Linked DNA regions of Sus scrofa: regions 1, 2 and 3 are each linked to region 4. A link is a contact called in public Hi-C and HiChIP or PLAC-seq data. All regions are on one chromosome and are shown on one strand. Each heading gives the region's core, a stretch centred on a gene start, on an enhancer-like site or on the middle of the called end of the contact. The rest is flanking DNA. Distances are from core to core; before and after follow the strand shown.

Evidence for each region. Hi-C and Micro-C count contacts between places; a contact is called where the count stands out from the background. HiChIP or PLAC-seq counts read pairs in DNA pulled down with a chosen protein or histone mark.
Region 1: an H3K27ac HiChIP or PLAC-seq map of skeletal muscle shows a contact between it and region 4, with 5 times the contacts expected there. The contact joins the enhancer-like site here to the promoter of LAMC1 in region 4. A contact is called at or near these places in 12 of 47 Hi-C or Micro-C datasets (embryonic fibroblasts, fetal heart ventricle, heart right ventricle and 5 more) and 1 of 2 datasets of contacts at active chromatin or transcription factors (skeletal muscle).
Region 2: an H3K27ac HiChIP or PLAC-seq map of skeletal muscle shows a contact between it and region 4, with 7 times the contacts expected there. The contact joins the enhancer-like site here to the promoter of LAMC1 in region 4. A contact is called at or near these places in 1 of 5 promoter capture datasets (fetal skeletal muscle), 12 of 47 Hi-C or Micro-C datasets (alveolar macrophages, brain, embryonic fibroblasts and 8 more) and 1 of 2 datasets of contacts at active chromatin or transcription factors (skeletal muscle).
Region 3: a Hi-C map of skeletal muscle shows a contact between it and region 4, with 4 times the contacts expected there. The contact joins the promoter of DHX9 here to the promoter of LAMC1 in region 4. A contact is called at or near these places in 3 of 47 Hi-C or Micro-C datasets (epiblast stem cells, heart right ventricle and skeletal muscle) and 1 of 2 datasets of contacts at active chromatin or transcription factors (skeletal muscle).

The regions. Positions count from the first base shown.
Region 1 is chr9:124,489,813-124,493,107 of Sscrofa11.1, forward strand. The region is part of intron 25 of LAMC2 (laminin subunit gamma-2); the gene reads left to right. Among named protein-coding and RNA genes, the nearest start is that of LAMC2, 64 kb to the left of the region's middle. Within about 2 kb of position 1,834, at least 15 of the 83 cell types and tissues checked have an H3K27ac peak or open chromatin away from gene starts, as enhancers often do. A contact at or near this core is called in mesenteric adipose tissue, retroperitoneal adipose tissue, skeletal muscle and 1 more, where this site is marked.
Region 2 is chr9:124,512,870-124,516,235 of Sscrofa11.1, forward strand. All of the region lies in intron 11 of NMNAT2 (nicotinamide/nicotinic acid mononucleotide adenylyltransferase 2), which reads right to left. Among named protein-coding and RNA genes, the nearest start is that of LAMC2, 87 kb to the left of the region's middle. Within about 2 kb of position 1,627, at least 20 of the 83 cell types and tissues checked have an H3K27ac peak or open chromatin away from gene starts, as enhancers often do. A contact at or near this core is called in mesenteric adipose tissue, retroperitoneal adipose tissue and skeletal muscle, where this site is marked.
Region 3 is chr9:124,140,287-124,143,464 of Sscrofa11.1, forward strand. It overlaps DHX9 (ATP-dependent RNA helicase A), which reads left to right and starts at 1,643. Exons shown (of 28, transcript XM_021063778.1): 1 at 1,643-1,800.
Region 4 is chr9:124,282,352-124,285,404 of Sscrofa11.1, forward strand. LAMC1 (laminin subunit gamma 1) reads left to right here and starts at 1,317. Exons shown (of 29, transcript NM_001271715.1): 1 at 1,317-1,731. The coding sequence starts at 1,317.

The sequences.
Region 1 (3,295 bases), core at 584-3,083, 210 kb after region 4:
ATTTGCTTTGTTGCCAGGCCCAGGTCCTGCCAGCAGGTTACTTTACATTTGCTGGACTCCATTTTACCATCTCGACGATGGGTCACCGAGCAGCCATTGCCCTTGGAGGTGAAAGTCTGTAGGTCAAAGAACTGGGTGTGTGCAGGGAGGGTGTACTGAGGCTCAGAGAGGTCAATACTGTCCTGAGATCACACAGTCCATTGTGGAGGCAGGATTCGAGCTTCACAGGGGCAGAGAATGTTGGACAGAATGGCAGTCCCGGTAAGGATGCTGACCTTGATCCTGAGAATCCAGTGCAGGTTTCAAGCTGAGGAATAACTTCAGTGCCACATACGTGGGGAAGAGCACGGGGGCAGCGGAGTGGAGGAGAGCTGGAAGGCGGGTTACCAAGAGGCCGGATGAGATCACTTACGAGACCGTTGATGTAACTGAGCAGAGGTGACGGCGCCCGCTCTGAGGCGTAGGAGTGGTGAGAGGGGCAAGATCTTCCCAGTCGGTGAGGTCAAGAATCCTCGCCGATTCTGCTGTCTGTCCTGCCCCAAACCACAGTGATACTTCGACGTAACCAGCTGTGGAAACTTGAGCTGTAGGTGACCCAGAAGGAATGTCAAGGTGGTAGGTCCGTGAGATACTGCAAACATTTTAGGATAAAATATTTTTTTTCTCACCACACCTGTGGCATACGGAAGTTCTCAGGCCAGGGATCAAACCCAAACCACAGCAGTGACAATCCCAGATCCTTAATCCACTAGGCCACCAGGGAACTCCCTAGGATAAAATTTTTTTCAATGGCTCCATGTGGAGCAGCTCAGGTTTCCTCACAGAATCCCTCACAAAAGAAAACTGATACTGGAGTTTGTGTCGTGGCTCAGTGGTGAATGAATCCGACTAGAAACTATGAGGTTGCAGGTTCGCTCAGTGGGTTAAGGATCTGGTGTTGCCGTGAGCTGTGGTGTAGGTGGCAGATGCGGCTCGGATCCCGCGTTGCTGTGGCTGTGGTGTAGGCCGGTGGCTACAGCTCCATTTCGACCCCTAGCCTGGGAACCTCCATATGCCACGGTTCCTCCCTAGAAAAGACAAAAGACCAAAAATACAAAAACAAAGAGAGAGAGAGAAAACTGATATTAATTAAAATCCTGGATTTAGGCTGAACTGATGTCACACTCATTTGGCCGGTTTTACCAAGCTTGAAGCACAGCAGATACGGAACTGGGGACTCAGAGATTCCAGCAACGTTTAGGAAATGGCTGGGTTCTGCTTGCTCAGTTCAGGGACCCACTTTAAAGCCTGGTTTTTCTGTGCAGCGTCATCACCGCCCAATGTAGAGACCAATTTAGCCTGTGTTGTTATACTGATGGGTCTTCTCTGTGATCCAATTACCCCCCCCATCCCCCGAGAAAACAAAACAAACAAACCCAACGACAACACAAAACCCAAACCTCCCTAGGTGAGAGTTTAGCAGCTTTGTTTAGGGATCTGAAAAGGTAATGAAACAACCAGGGCCTGTAAGGAGAAAGTGAGAGGAGGGAGACATTTGCTATGTGCCAGGCGGGTTTTTCATGGTATAAGATCATCTTAGTCTGTTAAAGGTCCCAGGAGATGGGCTTATCATTTTATTATTTTGTTCACAGAGGAGTTAGAGGAGGCTCGGGGAGTTTAATAGTGTCCCGCAGATCACACAGAAAATTGTGGAGGCAGGATTCAAACTGAGGCCTCTGTCTCCAGGGCTCCTGCTGTTTTTAAGAAGCTCATGCTGCCTCCCCATGGACATTTTGGCCCCAAGCCTGCTTCACTTTCCCTGCATGTCAAAACCCTAAATTCTGGCTTCCCCCTCCCCCAGGCAAAGGACTGACCACCGGATCAGCATTTCTGTCCTAGTGCTGTTCCTGCTCTGTCTGCTCTCTTGAGTCCTGGAACAATAAGCGGAATCTTTCAAAATGTAATAACTTCTGTAGTCAAATGCTGTCCCTGCACCTGACCTTGAGTTTGAATTGACTAAGTTCCACTCAAACCGATTCAAACCAAATGGGTCTGGCCAGGTGCCGATCATGCTGACATTAGTTTCAGCTCGTTTATGGGTAAAACATACCTGAACAAACACGACTACATTTCATATTGTAAATAAGCTAATATCTAGCCAGATTCCTGCTGTTTCAGGCCAGAGTGGAGTCTTACACCATTTCCTGACAGCTGGACTCCATCCCCCAATAGCAAAGCATACCTTGGCCTCTCAAAACCCTGAAGCCCAGCCAGTTTCTAAAGATCTTCGAATAGAAGACAGCAAAATATTTCCTAAGGGTGGTTCAGAAAGCATAACTTGGAGATGACTCTCATCCTAGGGATGAGCTTTGCTGGGCAGTATTCAGCCCCCTATGACCTTCGGCCTTCATCTTCTTAGAGCATGAGCTGTTGACTCTAACATGAAAACAGAAATCTAAGCTTCATATTGCTTAACTAAAGAGCCCAGCGGTGGAGTTGCTGTTGTGGCTCAGTGGGTTAACGAATCCGACTAGGAACCATGAGGTTGCGGGTTCGATCCCTGGCCCTGCTCAGTGGGTTAAGGATCCGGCGTTGCCGTGAGCTGTGGTGTAGATTGCACACGCAGCTCAGATCCCGCGTTGCTGTGGCTGTGGTGTAGGTGGCAGGTGCAGCTCTGATTCAACTCCTCGCCTGGGAACTTCCTATGCCTCAGGTGTGGCCCGGAAAAAAAAAAAGACCCCAGTGGCCTAAACTAGGCTATTCAAAATGCAAGAACAGGAGTTCCGTCATGGCTCAGTGGTTAACGAATCCGACTAGGAACCATGAGGTTGTGGGTTCGATCCCTGGCCTTGCTCAGTGCTTGCTCAGTGGGGAAAAAAGCCCAGCGGCTTAAACCAGGCTATTCAAAACCTAAGAATAGGAGTTCCCATCGTGGCTCAGTGCTTGACGAATCTGACTAGGAACCATGAGGTTGTGGGTTCGATCCCTGGCCTTGCTCAGTGGGTTAAGGATCCAGTGTTGCTGTGAGCTGTGCTGTAGGTGGCAGGTGCAGCTCTGTAGCTCTGTTTCAACTCCTCGCCTGGGAACTTCCTATACCTCTAGACCTCAGGTGTGGCCCGGAGGGAAAAAAAAAAAAAGAGCCCAGCGGCCTAAACTAGGCTATTCAAAATGCAAGAACAGGAGTTCCATCATGGCTCAGTGGTTAACGAATCCGACTAGGAACCATGAGGTTGTGGGTTCGATCCCTGGTGTTGCCGTGAGCTCTGGTGTAGATGCAGATGCGGCTTGGATCCCGCGTTGCTGGGGGGCCCTGACG
Region 2 (3,366 bases), core at 377-2,876, 230 kb after region 4:
ATATCAACCAACCAGAACCATCTCCCCAAAAGGTCTTCTTCCCACCACTGGCTCTTTCACCGCTTCTCTCAACGCCCAGAACACGTCTCTTTGAACACACGCGATTCAATCCCTGCAGATCACTGAAAGCCCAGCGCAAGTGCTCCCCCTCCTTTTGCGCCTGCTGTGAATGACACGTCATTCGTCCCACGTCCCACTCATCTGACTTGTCTGGATTAGGAATCTGAACGTGAGCCAATCCTGCCCGGCTGTTCAATAGTTAAGTAGAGTCTTAGACAAGTCACAATCCATGTGCGCCATGGCTTCCATAACTGTATGAGTATGCTGGGGGCTAACCAAGATAATCCACGGGAAACAAGCAAAGTGTTATTATTGTCTGTCTCCCCGACTAGAAAGCAAAGGGCGCAATGGTCGGGAACTTTGTCTATTTTGTTTTCTTTGTTCCTCCATCCCTAGAACAGGACGGGCACAAGGCAAGTACTCAATAAATATTTTGGGGGGGCCGCACCTGAGGCATGTGGAAATTCCTGGGCCAGGGATGGAACCCATGCCATGGCAGTGACCTGAGCGCTGCAGTGGCAATGCCAGATCCTTAACCCGCTGTGTCACAAGGAGAATCCTTTAATAAATATTTTAAAATCAATGAATAAATAACAGCCAATATTTATCGAGTGTTTACTAGGTTCAAGAAGTCTTCTAAACTTGCATGTGTTTTATTTATGGACTATATAGAACTAATAGAATGAAGAGTGAGATTTGGGGCAGGGGGTAGTATGCCCACAGCATGCAGAAGTTCCCAAGCCAGGGATCAAACCCAACGTCACAGCTGTGACAAATGCTGGATCCTTAACCACTAGGCTACCAGGGAACTCTAAAAGTAAAATACTTTTAGATTGCAAGTGCCTCAAGGATTTGGGCACTCAGTATTAGCTCAAAGATTGATTGAAGGAAAGGATGCTTGAAGCAGAATGAATTTGCCAGGCTGCCTTCCATCATAACACAACAGACAAGTAGCTGGCAGTGTAAGATCTTAGATGATGGGTTTTGCTTGGGGGAGAGAGTGAGCATAGGCATTTCCTGCTTCACAGACCTGTCCTTGGATGGATGACCCCTTAGGCTCCGGCCTTGATTTCCCACAGGTCCTGGTCTATGACTGGATACCTGCGCTGTCAGGACGCAGCACAGCAAAGAGCAGGTCTCCTGGGGGAAGACTAGTTCTAATAAAAGTCTGGGATGGGTTGGGCTAGAGGGACTGAGTCCTGATCTCCAAAGGCTGGTCCAAGAACCTGGATCTTTTCTTTCTCTCAGGAATCAAGAATGAAAATGCCAACTGCCAGGCCATACAAGCAGCTCTTTTGTATTCCTTGGAGAGAAATGTGATGAACACGTATGGAATTTTCTCCTGGTGGCATGTACGGGGAAGGGATATGTCATTGGCCAGAGAAGGTCAGACCTCACTATGGGCTAAAGGATCTTTGCGTCTATTAGGAAATGCCCAAGGGATGTGTTTGGGCGGTTCCTCTAGTTGCGTAATTCGATTTCTGGATGAAGAGCCTAGGTTCCGGCGTCCAGGGCAAAAGCAAGAGCAAGGCTGACGCAGTGGGGAGTTTGTGACTGTGCTGAAACAGGCCTTGGCTGCCGTGTTGTAGAACAGACTGTCCCAGCTGCTTCCCAGCCTGGGTGGAGAGCCTCCTATTTCTCCCCAGACCTGTTTACACTGTGGCTTCTCTCCTGCTTTGTTTCTGAGGACTCTAGAGAGGCCAGGGGAGACAGGGGTGTGCAGCAAGGGCCTGGGGCATCTTCAGAAACTTGACTCTTCCCCCACCCTCCTGTCCCATGGCTGGCGGATTCAGGGCTTCAGGCTCAGCACATATCACCTGGGACATCAGGTAAAACAAAGAAATGTTTGTTTCTGATAAAGAGTTGAATGGATGAATGAAACCTGGAACAGAAGCAGGTCTCACAAACCTCATCTCTGGTAATCTCAAGATTAGGAACTGAGATCCCCAAAACGAGCCACTTCCAGGCAAACTCCAGAGGGCAGAACTTTCTATGAAGTCATCAGGGCTTACCCTGTACCAGTTGGAAAGAAAGACCTTCCTCATCCAAACCCTGAGCACCAACCCATCCCCCAGTAAGGACAGTGGGATAAATCACTGAGTTACTAGCTAGTTTCCTGCTCCTCACACCCATCTTTGCCCAATCCTCACCTAGTTCTGGCAGACAAGCAGACCCTTTATGAGAGGAATTTGCAGGGCAGAAAACAGAATGTTTTGAGGTCAAAGGCATCAAACACTGAAGAGCGTTCCCTAGATGTCCCGAGGAGGGGAGAGAAAATAGGGAATAGAGTATTTTATTTCAGAATAAAACGAAGAGGTTCAGCTTGCACCCCCTCCCTCCCAGACAGCACCCTGAGGGCAAAGCCTCAGAAGAAAACGGGGCCAGGATCACAGCGGGTGGGGTGCCCGGAGGGCTTCCGGATCAGCCAGGAGTCACAGACCCAGGTGGGCCTGGATCAAGTGCCACCCACCTCTGAGGACCACAAAGGCCCTGATGTTCCTGTTCAGAGCCACAAGAGCCTCAGGTTTTGTTTGTGAGTAACCCGTGATCCCTATGGGACAGTGAGTTGGAGCTGAGTTTTCATTTGATTGAAATAAATTAAACGTGTTATTTCTGGCACACCTCTGCTGCGGCCTGCGATTCACACCTGTTACGTAAGGAAGCAGCTCCTTGATTTTTTTGCCTCCACCTCCGATGTCTAAGGACCCCACGGGTTTGTGGTGGGTTGAATCAGGGAACTGAGAGACTGGCTGGGTGGGGGGTGGGGAGGTAGAGCTCAAGGGTCTAGAAAATCCTCTGGAGTGAGCCCGAGGGTCTCTTTCATCCAGACCCCCCCTTGCTGCCTGTGGTGTGGACTGGAATTCTCAGCATCCTGATTAGGACAGATGTGAGGTCCCTGCCGGTCTGGAACTCTTGTGCCTCGGGAGGAGCCAGGCTGGGTGCTCTGATCTCCAGGGTGATGGGTCAGGTGGGAACAGGGTGGGCTGGGGGAGGGTCTCACTCTACCTCCACTGCCCGGTCCCTAGGAAGTCAACAGCTATCGGTTTCTGAAATTTTGTTGTAACCAAGTCATTTCAGCACCAGGGACCAACCGGAAGAGGGGTGATCTGGTCTCTAAATGTCAGACAAGGTCAGGAGCAGCCGCTGCGGAGAGCAGTTAGAGGCCCTGCGGTCAGCTGCCTCACAGGGAGGAAGGCAGAGGGACTGGCCATGCTGCAAGGGCCCCCACCTGTGTCAGTTTCAGGCTCCACCAAGCCGGGTCTACCCTTGAGAGAAACACACCACATGCCACACTTAAGAGACCCT
Region 3 (3,178 bases), core at 393-2,892, 140 kb before region 4:
CTTTGTCAGTGGGCCATGGGTGACTGCAGTGGCTAATGACTTTGTAGAACTGGAATGGTGGGCAATATTTTTTGTTTAAAAAATACATACATATGTATGTATGTGTGTATATACAGATACATCAAGAAACAGACTTGTTTGATTTTATCCACCCTATTTGACTAAATAGTACCTTACTTCTTTTCAGAATGGTTGTACTGCTGAGCCACAGCAGGAACTTCCCAACTTATTTTTTGTTTGTTTGTTTTTTGGCTGTGCCCCTGGCATGTGGAAGTTCCGAGGCCAGGGATTAACCCACACCACAGCAGCAGTGCTGGATCCTTAACCTGCTGAACCACCAGGGAACTCATGGAGAATGTTTTGATGCTTCATCTGCAAATGTTAAGGGAGATCTTAGAAGGTACTAGTTGCCAAGGACAACCTACAAAGGTAAATGCCATTGCTGGCATCCAATCCCCTGGCAACTCAAGGTCCCAGATGCAAGGCCTAAATTAATAAACAACTCAGTAATAAAATTCTCTGTAATCTTTGGGAGCCAAAGATCGACCTCAGAAAATATTCTTTATACTTAATTTGTTGATGTTTTTGGTGTGTACATTATCTACTACAAAACATTTGCAATCCATTTATGTTAGTTGGGTTTCCCTTATCATGAAAACTTCCTGATTTAAGCATCCTGAGAGAGATAAGGAAACAAAGGATTAAGGTATTTCCCTGATGATTTTATTCCTAGTTGAAGAGAGCAAACATGGAGAAAATAAGTTAATGAGTAAATACGTTCCTCTGTTTAACTTAAATGTTTTAATCTGTGTTACTCTGGTTGTAGAAGAAACAGAGTTTTAAAGGGATTAATCACAGTGAGCTAGAAGAGTTAGGGGAAAAAAAGGGAAGAGGTGAAAAATAAGGATGTTAGGTACGATGGGGCCTGATACTTTACTGGTCTGGCTTCTCTGGAACAACCCCAGCTTGAAATATTTTGTATTGTTGCCTCCGTGAGAAGCACTGGAGTTCAAAAATTTAGCAGTGACTACTATAATAGTTAAGGATATAAATTACTCCGAAGACTATGAATACAAAAGGTTATCCAATTTGAGCAAAAAGAACTTTACAGTTTCTATTTATTAAACTAGTTATTACTGAGCACTTGATGTGCCAAGTACTTCATTTAGCGGCCTGAGCTGGCCAGGCAGGGTTCCCGCCTTCACCGAGCTTACTTCTATTTAGGGGATGTTAACCTTCGAGGAGCCGAATCACTACAATACCTACTGAACAACTATTGTGTGCTGGGTACTGCCCTAAGCCGCCTTCGCAAGCCATCTCATTTATTTTATTCTATTTTTTAAGCCATCTCATTTAATCACCAACAACCCTATAAAGCTACCACCTAGGATTTCCAGTTGTGTCTTTGTGGGGCACCTCATCTACCACAGGTCCCTATGACAGAAGGTGCAAAACATTCTCCAAAAACATGCGGCAGGCCCCTCCTGAGGAGGCCTCGCGCCAAAGGAGGAAGCTCCGCCCCGGCGCCGCTCTAGGGCGCGGCGGATCTCCCAGGCGACTGGACGCTGCCCGTCGCGTGGTTGCGGCAGCTCCGCCCCTCTTCCGGGCGCCCTTGGCCCCACGCTCCCCTTCTGCGCATGCGTAGCACACTGACTCCGCCTCCACAGCGTAGCGGTCGGAGCCATTTCGCCGCCGCCTCGGTGCGAGTGGTGGTGCGCTCGTCTGGTCTCCGTCGCTAAGGCCCGAGCCAGGGACGTTCCTGAGAGAGCTGTGCTCTCGGGCACAAAGAATCGGACTCCGGTAAGGGGAAGACGTCTTTGTTACCGGTTGGGACGGCGTAGGCCCCGGGGTTCTGCAGCGGGTCTTTGTTGCCTGGAGCTGGCGGCGGTGGCGGGTGGGGGAGGGGAGAGCCGCCTCGCTGGGTTCCCGGATTGCGGGTTGCGTGCTGCTTGCGACGCCGCTCCGCGCTTGCGCTGCCTGAGGCCGCCATTTGGCCCCCAGTTATTCGCGGAGGCAGGCCTAGTTTCGTCTCCGGAGCGGCCAAACCCCACTTCCTCTTCCAGCCTGCGCTTGGCGGTGGCGCTGTCGCCGTAGAGTGAAAGGGACTGAATCGGCCCGGGGTGGGGGGAGCTAAGCCCGCCAAACCGCCGCCCACGCTTAGGGCCCTTCGTTCGTCCACGCAGGCCTGCGTGCCGAAAATAGCGGGTGGTACCCTGCGGCCTCTGCGGATAGAGCAGAAAACAGGCTAGGCACAGTCCTTGCTCTTTTCTCTCAGAGGTTGGGGTCGTGGTGGGGGTGGGGAGCCGTGTGGAAACAAGTGCTGGTTTCGGTAAAAAAGCTCTTGGAGGATTTAGTGTAAAGGAAGGGCGCCATTTCCGGAAGGGTGGCGCGAGGGAAGGCTTTTCGGAGGAGGCAGACATTTGAGCCGACGTCTCGCCCAAAGGGTGGAGATTATCGACTACTAAGATGTGGAAGAAAAGCAGAACTCCCCAGGCGGAGGGGGATTAGTTAGTGTTTACTGGCAGGGATTAGAAAGAAACTGAAAGAAGGCCACGTGACTGGAATGTGGTGAGAAGAATTTAAAAGAAGATTGGATTTTAGCGTGGTTACAAAGGAAATGGGAATTATTTAGGACCTTGTTGCTGAACTCCAGCTGTTGCAGTAGTGGGAGAGGGGAGGGAAGCGAACAGATTGGAATCATGTTTGGAGGCGAAAGTGAGCCTTAGGTCAAGAGTAGATCAGGACTACCTGGGTTGGAATTTTGGGTCCCCCAATTAGAAGCTCTGTCTGTTGAGGCAAATTATTCTTTCTCTCAGTTTACTTACCTGTAATAATGCTTAGCTATACAGTGTCGTGTATGGGTTAAGTGAAGTAGTTGCTGCAATGCTCCTTAACGGATACTGATTGGTACATAATAAAGACTGCAACGGATGGTTATGGAGGATGTTGAGGGACTGGATAAGTCCCAAATGGGTGATAGGAGTAATTTGGTGGATGGTTGTGCCGCCTAAGGAGGTGGGAACACTGGGATTAGAGGGAAGAGGAACAGGTTTAGGGAGGAAATTTAAAATTGTGTTTTAACTGTGATGCCATGTTAGCATTCAGGTGGATACATAAGTGCTGCAGATGGATGAACTTGATTTTGGAGCTTTTAAAGAGAAAAGACTAAACTTTCAAT
Region 4 (3,053 bases), core at 67-2,566:
CTAAACCTCATGATCTTCTGGCTCAGGTTCTGTGAACTGAGTCATTCTGGCACGGAGAATATTCCGTGACTCAGCAGGCCCGAAAAGGAGGATGTCAGAGCCAGATAATTTCGAGTCTTTTAAAGGCAAGCTGGGGAACATAAACAACACAGTGGAAGAATTTCGCAGTGGGTCTGCGTACCCAAGGGAAAAATGTCATTCCATTCCCAGCCTTTTCACTTCCTTCCATGCCCCTGTTAAACGACTGGTTATACTTTAATTCAGAGGCAGGAAACCGGCTTCAGAAAACTCATTTTGATGCTTCGACCAGGCCCTTTATTCTCTGGGGACCGTGGCAGCCCCCTGACACCCCGGGACCTCTCCTCGGAAAGCTCTGGAGCCAGCCCCGCGCAGCTGAGGCCATTCCCGGGGCGGCCGGCTTGGGTAGGAGTCTGCGGGCAGTCCCCGCGTTTAGGTCCCTCGGGTCCCCGCCCCAGGGCGCGGCCCACTGGACTCAGGGACCGACACCTGGCGGGGCGGGGATCCGCGTTTCAGCGGCCCGGGTGCCGGGCCCAAAGGCCCACGCCGAGCGACATCGCCGATTTGGCGTCGCCCCTTTTACGCGCCCTTCGTTGACCCCTCCCGAAATCGGAGTCTCCGTGGACAGGACCCCGGGGTACCCCGGCGTCTCCCTCCTGCGGGGCGCTGGCTCTCCGCAGCCTCCCCTTCCCTCCCGGCATGCACCGCCCCGCCGTCCCTCCCTCCCTACTCCTCCCGCTTCCCGGCTCCCCGCCCACCCCTCGCGCCCCTCAAGGCCCCTCCCCCGCCGATCGCGCGCCGCGGGCCCGAGCACGAGATGCCGCCGCCCCCGCCGCCGCCGCCGCGAGTCGCCGGGGCGGACGCGCAGTCCACGGCGCGCGGAGAGTGGAGGAGCAGCTGCGGGGGCCGCGCGAACTGCTGAAAGACGCCTGGTTTGGGCTTTCTCTTGGCCAGACCCCACCCAACCCTGCCGATCCCACCCCCTGCTCCTTCCTCCTCGGGGGCGCGCACTTGGGCACGCGCTCGGAAGTCGGGGGTCGGCGGCGAGTGCGGGCTGTGTCCCGGGTAGGTGCGGGAAGCGCGGAGGCGGCGCGCGGGGCAGTGGTCAGCGAGCCGTGCAGTCCTCGCTAGGGGCACCCACCGGCCCGTCTCTTCGGCGCGAGCCCCCGCCACCGCCCGTCCGGAGAGTCCGGCGCCTGGGCCCCGAGGCTCAGCCAGCGGAGCGGCCTCCGAGGGACGCCGCCGGGCTGGAGCAACGCGCCCTTGCCTTTGCTGTGGCCCTGAGCGCGGGCGGCGGGATGAGCAGCAGCACGAGGGCCGCGCCGGCGCTGCGGCCACGGGGCCGCCTCTGGCCAGTGTTGGTTGTGCTGGCGGCCGCCACGGCCGGCTGCGCCCGGGCAGCCATGGACGAGTGCACGGACGAGGGCGGGCGGGCGCAACGCTGCATGCCCGAGTTCGTCAACGCCGCCTTCAACGTGACCGTGGTGGCCACCAACACGTGCGGGACTCCGCCTGAGGAGTACTGTGTGCAGACCGGGGTGACCGGGGTCACCAAGTCCTGTCACCTGTGCGACGCCGGGCAGCCCCACCTGCAGCACGGGGCAGCCTTCCTGACCGACTACAACAACCAGGCCGACACCACCTGGTGGCAGAGCCAGACCATGCTGGCCGGCGTGCAGTACCCCAACTCCATCAACCTCACGCTGCACCTGGGTAAGCGGTGACAGCCCTGTCCCCTACTACTGCTCGCCAGCAGCTCAGCTCCCTGGCCCGCTTCACCTTTGAATCAAAGCGGGGTCCAAACAGCCGCATGCTGGCTTTCTGCTCCCCGGCATGGGCCACTCAGAGGTTCCCTTCTCCACCTTCTAAACGTCCCGCTAGCCAAGAGGCTTCCCGCCAGCATCTCTTTGCCTTCCTACTCTTAACCGGGGTTTTCTCTCCCTTGATTATTTGTCATTTCGGCCGTTTTGTTCATTCTTTTCCGAAACGTTAATCGCTTGTTCTCTTTAAGCACTTCTACCTTGTTTAAATGTTTTTCTCTCCCGCGTTGAGGATGATTGCTGTTTGCTCTGCTGAATAAGCTAGAGAGGAAAGGGTCTAAGGGGATTTGAGGGGAGCAAATGCCTTTACTGTCGCTGTTGCCTATGTGTAATTAAAATAGACGTTCAACTTTAAAGTTATTGTTCTTTAAGGTTGTTCAACTTTAATTGAGGGTCCCAAAGCGATTTCACTGCTAATCTTGGGACAGAGAAAACAAAAGGAGGTTTCTGCAACTCGCTGTGGTTGTTGGGTACAGTTTTGTCCTGGATAAAAAGGCTCTCCTTACTGTCTTCCCTTTTGCTTTGATTCAAAGTAAGTGTGGAAAGATGTGTAAATAACCTTTTAGAAATCAGGAAAGGGATGTATAGAAAACTTCACTGCTGGGTGGTGGACGAGGATGGACATGTTGTTGCCACAGTATTACAGATCATGTTTGATCTGGGTCAGTTTTTCTTCATCAGTGAAATAGACAAGTGCAGTGATTCATTATTGTGTTTAACAGAGTAACATGCGAGAAACTGACATTTGAGGTGTAGAGCTTCACTCTCTGTGGCCTTGAAAGATGTGATTTTACCGTAGCTGATAGCAATGAACTTCCAGAGAGAACAGAGTGCCAAGCCATTCTTCTGTCAAGGCAGGTTAATTCTGTAAGGCTAGTAACATTATTTGGGGAACCTCTGAAAGGAATGTTTGGTAGGCACATGGTTCTTTTGGTTGTGGTTTTGTACTTTTCTTTCCACTGTTCTCTGGTACATTAATTACACTTTATGTAAGTGTCAAGATTCCAGAGAAAGAATATGATTTATAAAAGTACTTTGAAAAGCGGAGTTAAATTACTGTGTATGGAGTAAGTTTTAGAAAAGCAGTGTTTAGCATCTTCTTAGTAAATATTTTATTTGTAGATAAGTCATTAGAAAGATGAAACTTCTTGAAAATAAGTTCATCAATGAAACTGACGCACCTGTTTTTCAGAGATGGAAGAAGAAAACTGAGTT